Regions from separate parts of the Mus musculus genome. Here region 1 is linked to region 2. The links are chromatin contacts, called in public promoter capture Hi-C maps. All regions are on one chromosome and are shown on one strand. Each heading gives the region's core, a stretch centred on a gene start, on an enhancer-like site or on the middle of the called end of the contact. The rest is flanking DNA. Distances are from core to core; before and after follow the strand shown. Region 1 holds the start of Trim71 (tripartite motif-containing 71). Region 2 holds the start of Epm2aip1 (EPM2A (laforin) interacting protein 1).

The links. Promoter capture Hi-C pulls out the DNA fragments that hold promoters and counts their contacts.
Region 1: a contact with region 2 is called in a promoter capture Hi-C map of cranial neural crest. The contact joins the promoter of Trim71 here to the promoter of Epm2aip1 in region 2.

What each region holds. Positions count from the first base shown.
Region 1 is chr9:114,562,615-114,567,028 of GRCm38.p6, forward strand. Trim71 (tripartite motif-containing 71) reads right to left here and starts at 1,755. Exons shown (of 4, transcript NM_001042503.2): 1 at 1-1,755. The coding sequence starts at 503.
Region 2 is chr9:111,268,817-111,273,105 of GRCm38.p6, forward strand. It overlaps Epm2aip1 (EPM2A (laforin) interacting protein 1), which reads left to right and starts at 3,029. Exons shown (of 1, transcript NM_175266.4): 1 at 3,029-4,289. The coding sequence starts at 3,145. Mlh1 (mutL homolog 1) reads right to left here and starts at 2,792. Exons shown (of 19, transcript NM_026810.2): 1 at 2,593-2,792. The coding sequence starts at 2,708.

The sequences.
Region 1 (4,414 bases), core at 505-3,004, 3.3 Mb after region 2:
GGCGGCTGCGGCGCTGGAGCGGCGGCGCGCTGGGCCGGGTGGTGCGCATGGTGCCGGTGGTTGCTGTGGCCGCCCGCGCCCCCGGGGCCGCCGCCCGCGCGCCCGTTCTTGGGCGGCGGCTCTTCGGCGGTGGCCACCACGGCGTCCAGCAGGTTGCTGAGCAGGAAGGCGGAGGATGGCAGCGCGTCCATGCCCGCCGCCTCGGCCAGGACCACCTTCTGGTCACATACGGGGCAGCGCAGCTTCAGCGCCTCGGCGGGGCCCGCGCCTCCGGGAGCGGGCAGCCGGTGCGCCTCGAGGCACGGCCGGCAGAAGGCGTGCAGGCAGGGCAAGACGTGAAGACGCCGCGCCGCCGCCCCGGGGCCGCCGCCGCCCGCCGACGACGTGGAAGTCTGCGAGGACGACGACGAGGCGGACGAGTTGGAGGAGAGCGGCGCGGGCGAGCCGCACATCTCCTTGCACAGCAGGCAGATCTGGAAGTCGGTCTCCGGGAACGAAGCCATTTGCAGGCGGGCTGGAGGGCAGAGGGCGCGCGGCGAGGAGGATGAGGGCGCGCGGCTCACTCAGCAGAGCGCATCGAGGACGCGGTGGAGGCGACCCCTGGGCCACCTCGGCAGGGCGGGTTTGCACTGCTACTCCTCAGCAAACGAGCGCCCGCACAAGTCTCAAAGTCCGCCGTGGAATCCGGTCCCCGCGGCGCAAACCAATTTGGTCCCAACGAGTCTTGCTTGTGTTGTTTTTTTTTTTTCCTTGCCCTCCGGCTAAATGAATTGAGCCTCCTGGAGGGAGGGGAAAACGTCCGGGAGTCGCAGCAGTCCAAGTCCCCGCGCGCGCCGCCGGCCGCCCCGCCGCATGACGCGGCGGCAGGAGCTCCTGCGTGGCGGCCGAGGCGCAGCCTCCCCCGCGGCGCGGTCGGCTCGGGCGCGCAGCTGCGCCTCGTGCGGGGGCCCCCGGCCCGCGGAAGCACGCGTGCCAAGTACGCACGCGCGCCCCACACGCTCCGCGCCCGTGCGCAGCCCTGCCGGGCCGCGGTCTCTATGCGCTCACACGCGCGCGCGCCCCACGCGGCCCGGCGCCCGCGTGTCCTCCGGCCTCCTGGCTCGCTCTCTAGCGCGCGCTCCGACCCTTCTCCGGCCTCAGGCGCTCCGCGGCGCGGGGCCGCAGGTCCCCGCGGGCCGCCCTGAATTATTCATCGGCGGGAAGATATTGGATGTACGGGCCGCCCGCTCCGCGCGGGGCCGTCGTGCAATGCTATCCGCGTTCCGCGCGAGCCGCGCGCCCCTCCTCCTCACGGCCGTCCTCTCCGAAACCTGGGCAGCGAAGGAGGATCACATTTCCTTTGTCATCGGGCCATTTCACCCTCGCTTGGGTCCCCCCTTCAATCCCGGAGCCTCGGGAACCGAGTCTCCCTCCCGGGCTTGCTCGAATCAGAGGAGTACGCGAGGGACCCGCGCGGCCACTTCGGGAGCCGCGTGGCCAACGCCGCCCGCGGCTCCCGCCTGCGTCATCCTCCTACGAACGATTCGCCGAGCGGGGATGCGGGTGGCCCCGGCTGCGCTGCGCCTACCGGGCTCAGGCTCTCCCGATGCCCTGGTGTCCTGGGTTGCTTTGGGCTTTATTTTGCACGACTCCCCCGAACGAGGGGCTGTGTGCGTGCGCGTGTCCCCCTTCTTTCTCCGCTTTGCCGCCTCTCAGAACGCGGGTTATTGGGACTGATCGGAATTCGGAATCCTTTTAATCTCCAAAGGAGCAAACTCACTTCCGCCCGAGTGCTGGGAGGGGTGGGGGAGGGGAGGCCGGGGAGGGGGTTCCAGGCAAACAGGAAACATTAGCCCTCTTGGCCCGGCCGGCTTTTGTGTACGCCTCCCCTCCTCCCACCACCCTCCTCCCCCGCTCCGGCCGCGGGGGAGACGATCGCCCCCAGGCCTCAGTGTGACGACCTTTGGAACCTCCTGGGCGAGGAACGCAGAGCGACTCTTCCGTTTATTAAAAAAAAAAAAAAGAAAGAAAGAAAGAAAAAAAGACTTCATTCTGAATCTTTGCCTCTTGGAAGCTGATGGCCACTGCCCCGGAGAGCTAGGTCCCCCCACCCCCAACACCACCATCACCCCCTTTTTTTTCTCTTCCTTTTCCTTTACATTTCTCTAGGACTCTACAAAGCTGAGACCGACCTCAAGCATCGCACAGTTGTGCAGTTGGATGCATGGAACTAAACGACTCTGAATTCTGGACGTCCAAGGGGCTGGTTGCTCTCAGTTTTAATGGGAGCCCAGGCAGCTGTTAAGAGAAGGCGACCCACTGACGGGCCCCGCGGCCATCTGGGTGGTGCCCCAGGCGGTTCTGAGGGTGAAACTTTAAGGCTCTCAGAAGAAAGACTTGGAAAGGCTGCTCTCAGAACTTTTTTTTTTTAATGCTACTTAAGATGGGTGTGGTGGTGTACCCATTATAATTCAGCAAGCAAGAGGCTAGGGCAGAACTACACTGTGAGACCCTCTGTCAAATTAACTCGCGAGTAAAATACATAAACAAATGCCATCAAGCTGTGTATAAAATTTCACTCTGTAGATTATACTTTGAAAGGAAAAAGACTGCACGCTGGACCCTCACACGTTCAAGATCTGGGCTACATGAAACCTCTCAAGAAAGTGATGAAAGAACTGGAAAGGTTAGCTCTGCAGTCCATCAAGAGGAGAGTTCAATTCTCAGAACCCCACTTTGGGTGGCTCTGAACTTCTTGCTTCATGTGCACATACCCCCACATAGACACACTGTGTGTGTGTGTGTGTGTGTGTGTGTGTGTGTGTGTGTGTGTGTGTGTGAGTGTGTGTGTGTGTGTGTGTATGATTATGAAAGCCTAGAAGAGAATGTAGCTTCCAATCTAAGTAACCATTCCTGGATCGTAATGATACGGATAGGATGCAATTCTAGATACTGCCTTTTATTCATGGGGAAAAAAAAAAAAAACAACAACAGAAAAGATCATTCTAGAAACATGAATCCATTCTGGACAGGCTGCTGAAGAGGCAAATCCCTTGGGGCTCAGATACTTCAGGGACAAGCCACACACACACACACTCCTCTCCCCCACCCCCACCCCCCACAAGTGACCTACAGCATCATGGGAAGACCAGAGACCCCTCTGCTTTCCAGAGCTCCACTGTCCAAACAACATCGAAGATCCCTTTGTGACCTTCTACTCCTGGGATGTGGAAGTGAAAATTAACTATGGGCCCTCCAAAACTGAACAGAGCTCCCCTAAACAAAGATGGGAGACTTTATAATATAAAAATGAGGACCAGAAGGAACTCTCCTTTCTGTTTATAATGAAATTGTTAGGGAAGGCTTCAAAAAAAATTTTAATGACCGTTTGGGCACAGATCTCTCTGCAAGGTAAAGGCACTTGCTACTAAATCTGAATTTTTAGTTCAGTTCCCGGTATCACAGGGTGGAAGGAGAGAAGCACATTATCTTCTGTGGCAGCAAGAATACATCACACACACACACACACACACACACACACAGTGCACACACATACACACACACACATACACACACACACACATACACACACACACACACACACACATACACATACACACACATACACACACACACATACACAAACATACACACACATTCACACACACACACACTCACACACACATACACACTCACACATACACACACACACATACACACACATACACACACACACATACACACACACATACGCACACACACACACAAGTGTAAAGTGTAACACAAGTTTATCTAAAGATGTATTGTGTCGTATAGGTGTGTGCACAGGTCTCCACTGACACCAGAAGGGGGTATTAAGATTCCTTGAAATTGGAGTTACAGGGATTTCTCAAGCTGCTGATATGGGTGCTGGGCACTGAATTCCAGTCTTCTGGTGGAACAGTGTGATGGTTTATATATATATGCTTGAGGCAGGGAGTGGCACTATTAGGAGGTGTCGCCATTTGGAGTGGGTGTGTCACTGTGGGTGTGGGCTAATACCCTAGTCCTAAGATGCCTGGGTTCAGTCTTCCACTAGCAGCCTCCAAATGAAGATGTAGCACTCTCAGCTCCTCCTGCACCATGCCTGCCTGGATGTTGCCATGTTCCTGCCTTGATGATAATGGACTGAACCTCTGAACCTGTAAGCCAGCCCCAATTAAATGTTGTCCTTATTAGAGTTGCCTTGGTCATGGTATCTGTTCACAGCAGTAAAACCCTAACTAAGACAAGCAGTAAGCTCTCTTAAATGTTCAACCATCTCTACAGCACCTAAACGTTGTATTGATAAAAAAAAATAGGGGCAGAAGCTGGACATGGTGTCTCAGTATCTGCAATCCCAGCACACAGAGGTTAAGGCAGGAACATTGCAATCAGTTCCTGGCCAGCCTCCGTC
Region 2 (4,289 bases), core at 1,779-4,278:
ATGCACATACTGTGATATCAACCACTCTGATGCACATACTGTGATATCAACCACTGTGATGCACATACTGTGATATCAACCACTGTGATGCACATACTGTGATATCAACCACTGTGATGCACATACTGTGATATCAACCACTCTGATGCACATACTGTGATATCAACCACTCTGATGCACATACTGTGATATCAACCACTGTGATGCACATACTGTGATATCAACCACTGTGATGCACATACTGTGATATCAACCACTGTGATGCACATACTGTAATATCAACCACTGTGATGCACATACTGTGATATCAACCACTGTGATGCACATACTGTGATATCAACCACTGTGATGCACATACTGTGATATCAACCACTCTGATGAACATACTGTGATATCAACCACTCTGATGCACATACTGTAATATCATCTACTCTGATGCACATATTGTAATATCAACTACTCTGATGCATATACTGTAACATCAAATTTCAAACAAACACAGTGTTTGACTTGCATGCTTTCTCTGTCTTACAAGCTCAATGTGGGTACTGTATGAATGTACACCCTGCGTAAGTGGCAAGGACAGAGCACATTTCTGTCCCTGTAGGGCAGTCCTTTCAGCACAAGTGTCTCTTACTCTCATTTCAACTACGTTTACTGTTATAACAACTCTAATCAGTCTCTGGTTTCTAAGTGACTCTAATAAACATCATTTAAAAATGCAGTTTTCCTCAACACATTCATGATGAAGCAAAGAAAAACTGCCATGCAGAAATTTCTTTAAGAGACTTAAGGAGCTGGAACCTGGAGAGATGGCTTAGCCATTAAGAGTCCTGGCTGCTCTTCCAGAGTTCATTCCTAGCATCCACATGGTAGCTGTAGCTCCAGCTACAGAGGACCTGACTCCCTCTCTGGTCTCTGAGAGCAATCGATGTACATGGTGCAGAGACATACATGCAGGTAAAACATCCCCACAAATAAAATGAAAATTTAAAATGAAAGAAGATGCTAATAGGGACTACAAAATGTCTGAGTGGGCGAAAGCACCTGGCACCAACCAAGGACCTGAGTTCAATCCCTGGGACCCACATGATGGAAGGAGAGAATCAAAGTTGTCCTCTGACCTTCACAAGTGTGTTGTACACACAATCCCTATCACACAAATAAGTAAACAAAATAAACTAAATTAAAAAGAGGAAAATATCTTTAAAAGAATGAAACTCTTGTATTTTCAGAGCAGCCTATGCTCATAGAATATCTACCACAGGAAACAAATTTGACCTGGGGCTACATGAAAAATGGAAGCTTTCAACTCCTCTCAGGAAAATGCCTTTTTTAAAAACAAGAAGCCAGTAAGTTACTTAAGTAATAAACTTTTCTTAGCACCTCTGTATCAAAAACCTCGACTTAAATATTTAAGTAGGATCTGTGCATAATCTCTGCTTGCATGCGTTGCTATGCTACTTTTAAGCTTAGTTTTTTATTGTAGGTGATTCAGGCATAGTACAATTAAGTGAACAAGTTCTCCAGGTCATCCTAACACAGTAAAAGCAAAACCTATCCTAGGGCAGCCTATTGACACCAAATCAAATGTCCGAGGGCTCCCTGCTCCTTCCTCTGGTTATCTCTTCAGTTTCCTTTCCTCCCTGTGGCAGTGGTTCTCAACCTTCTTAAAACTGGGACCCATTGTTACATTGTGGTGACTCTTAACTATAAAATTATTTTGTTGCTACTTCATAACTGCAATTTTGCTATTGCTCTGAATTGTAATGTAAATATCAGAATTTCACGATGGTCTTAGGTGACTCCTGCATAAAGGTCTTTGGACCCCAAAGAGGGCCTGAGGTCATTTATCTCAGTGTCATCGTTCTGAATGCTTTGTCTTTTCAGTGCACTTCTGAACATTTGTCTTCTTTGGCTTTCACAACCATCAACTGATATTAACACAAAGTCCTTATGTACACAGTGTCCTTTTTGAACTTATTTGGTGGTGTGTCTACTTTGGGGTATACTATTCACTGTGCCTATTAAAGGTTAAACAGTACACGTTTAACTTCTCCCCTCCACAACCTGACGGGTCTAAGTCTCAGATGCAGGTCTAAGTCTCAGACTAGGGTCACTCACTAATTTGACAAGAGGAGAGTCAGAAAAAAAGCCCCATGTCCTGATACGTCTGAATAAAACTCAGAAGAAACTGTGCCTTGGATGTGTAGGGATTATTCCGGGAATGAATGATAAACCTAAAATGGCACACTCTGAAGACTGTTTCTCTTCCACCCTTACACATTCACACATCGTCAGCCGCGCATCTTCGTTGTATGTAACGTGGCGGCGAGCCGCATACTCCAGGAAGATACCATTAAACCAATACCACGCGTGCTTCCCCTACTTGCGACCCAAACAGGTCTCGCGCAAGTCGTGAGGACCTTCGGCCGTGTGCATAATGGGAAACCAGCCTGGCACGCGCAGGGTCCCTGTGCCCGATGCCCCCACGGTCCCCGTGCTCGGTGCCCCGCACGGTGGCCGACTGCAGCAGGTGGGTCGGCCCGCCCCGGCTCTCAGTCGGGGAACTCGGCTCCGCTCCCTCCGTACCAGTTTTCTATCATCTCTTTGATAGCATTGGCCGGCCGCTGAATGACTTCCCCCGCCGCTATGCGGTTCACTACCGTCTCGTCCAGACGCCGAATAACTCCTGCTACAAACGCCATATTGGCGCCCGAGTTCCCAGTCAGCCAATCACTCGAGCTCCTCACGCTCAAGTTCTTCCTTCAGCTTCGGCCGACTGCAGTCCTGCGCCGTCTTCCCAGCGGCAAGTGCTGATTGGGCAGCATGAATGCCAGTCAAGCGCTTTTACACGTCAGTTCCTGGGATCTCTGTCCCGCTCTAAACAGCGGCCCGACACCAGGCTAGAAGGCAACGCGCTTGCGCGTCAAAGTTCACGGTCCGCTCTTCCTATTGGCTCATTTCTGAGAGCTGAGGGAATACGAAATCTCCAGCCAATAGGAACGGAGGTGCCCTGGCGGAGGCTGGTGCACCCCTGCTCGGGTGATCTGGCGCAGAACCCAGGGGGTGCTTGGCGTTCGTCGGGCTCCTCCCCGTTTGCTGCGGCCTCAGAGCTCGGCGTTCTCCTGTGGCCTCCGCAGAATGTGGATGACGCCCAAGAGGATTAGGATGGAAGTCGACGAGGCTCTGGTGTTCCGGCCCGAGTGGACCCAGCGATACCTGGTGGTGGAGCCTGCGGAGGGTGACGGGGCCCTGTGCCTGGTGTGTCGCCGCCTGGTCGCCTCTACTCGGGAACGCGACGTGAGGCGCCACTACGAGGCCGAGCACGAATTCTACGAGCGGTTTGTAGGGGACGAGGAACGCGCGGCCCTGGTCGAGCGTCTGCGGCAGGGTGACATGTCTTTGGCCGCCGTGCTCACTCCGGAGGAGAGAGCGACCCGGGCAGGCCTCGGCCTCTGCCGCTTCTTGGCCTTGAAGGGTCGCGGCTGGGGTGAGGGTGACTTCGTACACCAGTGCATGGAGGTGTTGCTGAGAGAGGTGCTGCCGGATCACGTCGGCGTCCTGGAAGGCATTGACTTGTCTCCAGAGATCACACGGCAGAGGATTCTGAGCATTGACAGCAACCTCCGCAGCCAGCTGTTTAACCGAGCCAGGGACTTTAAGGCCTATTCCCTTGCTTTGGATGACCAGGCTTTTGTGGCCTATGAGAACTACCTGCTGGTCTTCATCCGTGGCGTCGGCCGCGACCTGGAGGTGCAAGAAGATCTTCTGACGATTATCAACCTGACTCATCACTTCAGTGTTGGGGCTCTCATGTCGGCAATTCTGGAAGCCCTGCAGACAGCAGGGCTCAGCTTACAGCGAATGGTTGGACTGACCACGACCCACACTTTAAGGATGATCGGCGAGAACTCCGGACTGGTCTCCTACATGAGAGAGAAGGCCGTGAGTCCCAACTGTTGGAACGTAATCCACTATTCGGGATTTCTTCACTTGGAACTGTTGAGTTCTTATGATGTTGATATTAATCAGATCATAAATACCATATCTGAATGGGTAGTTATGATTAAGACCAGAGGTGTTAGGCGACCGGAGTTTCAGCCTCTACTAACTGAGTCTGAGTCAGAGCATGGTGAAAGAGTTAACGGACGGTGTTTGAACAACTGGCTGAGAAGAGGCAAAACGTTAAAACTAATATTTTCACTAAGAAAAGAAATCGAGGCGTTCTTGGTCTCAGTGGGGGCAACAACAGTTCATTTCTCAGACAAGCAGTGGCTTTGTGATTT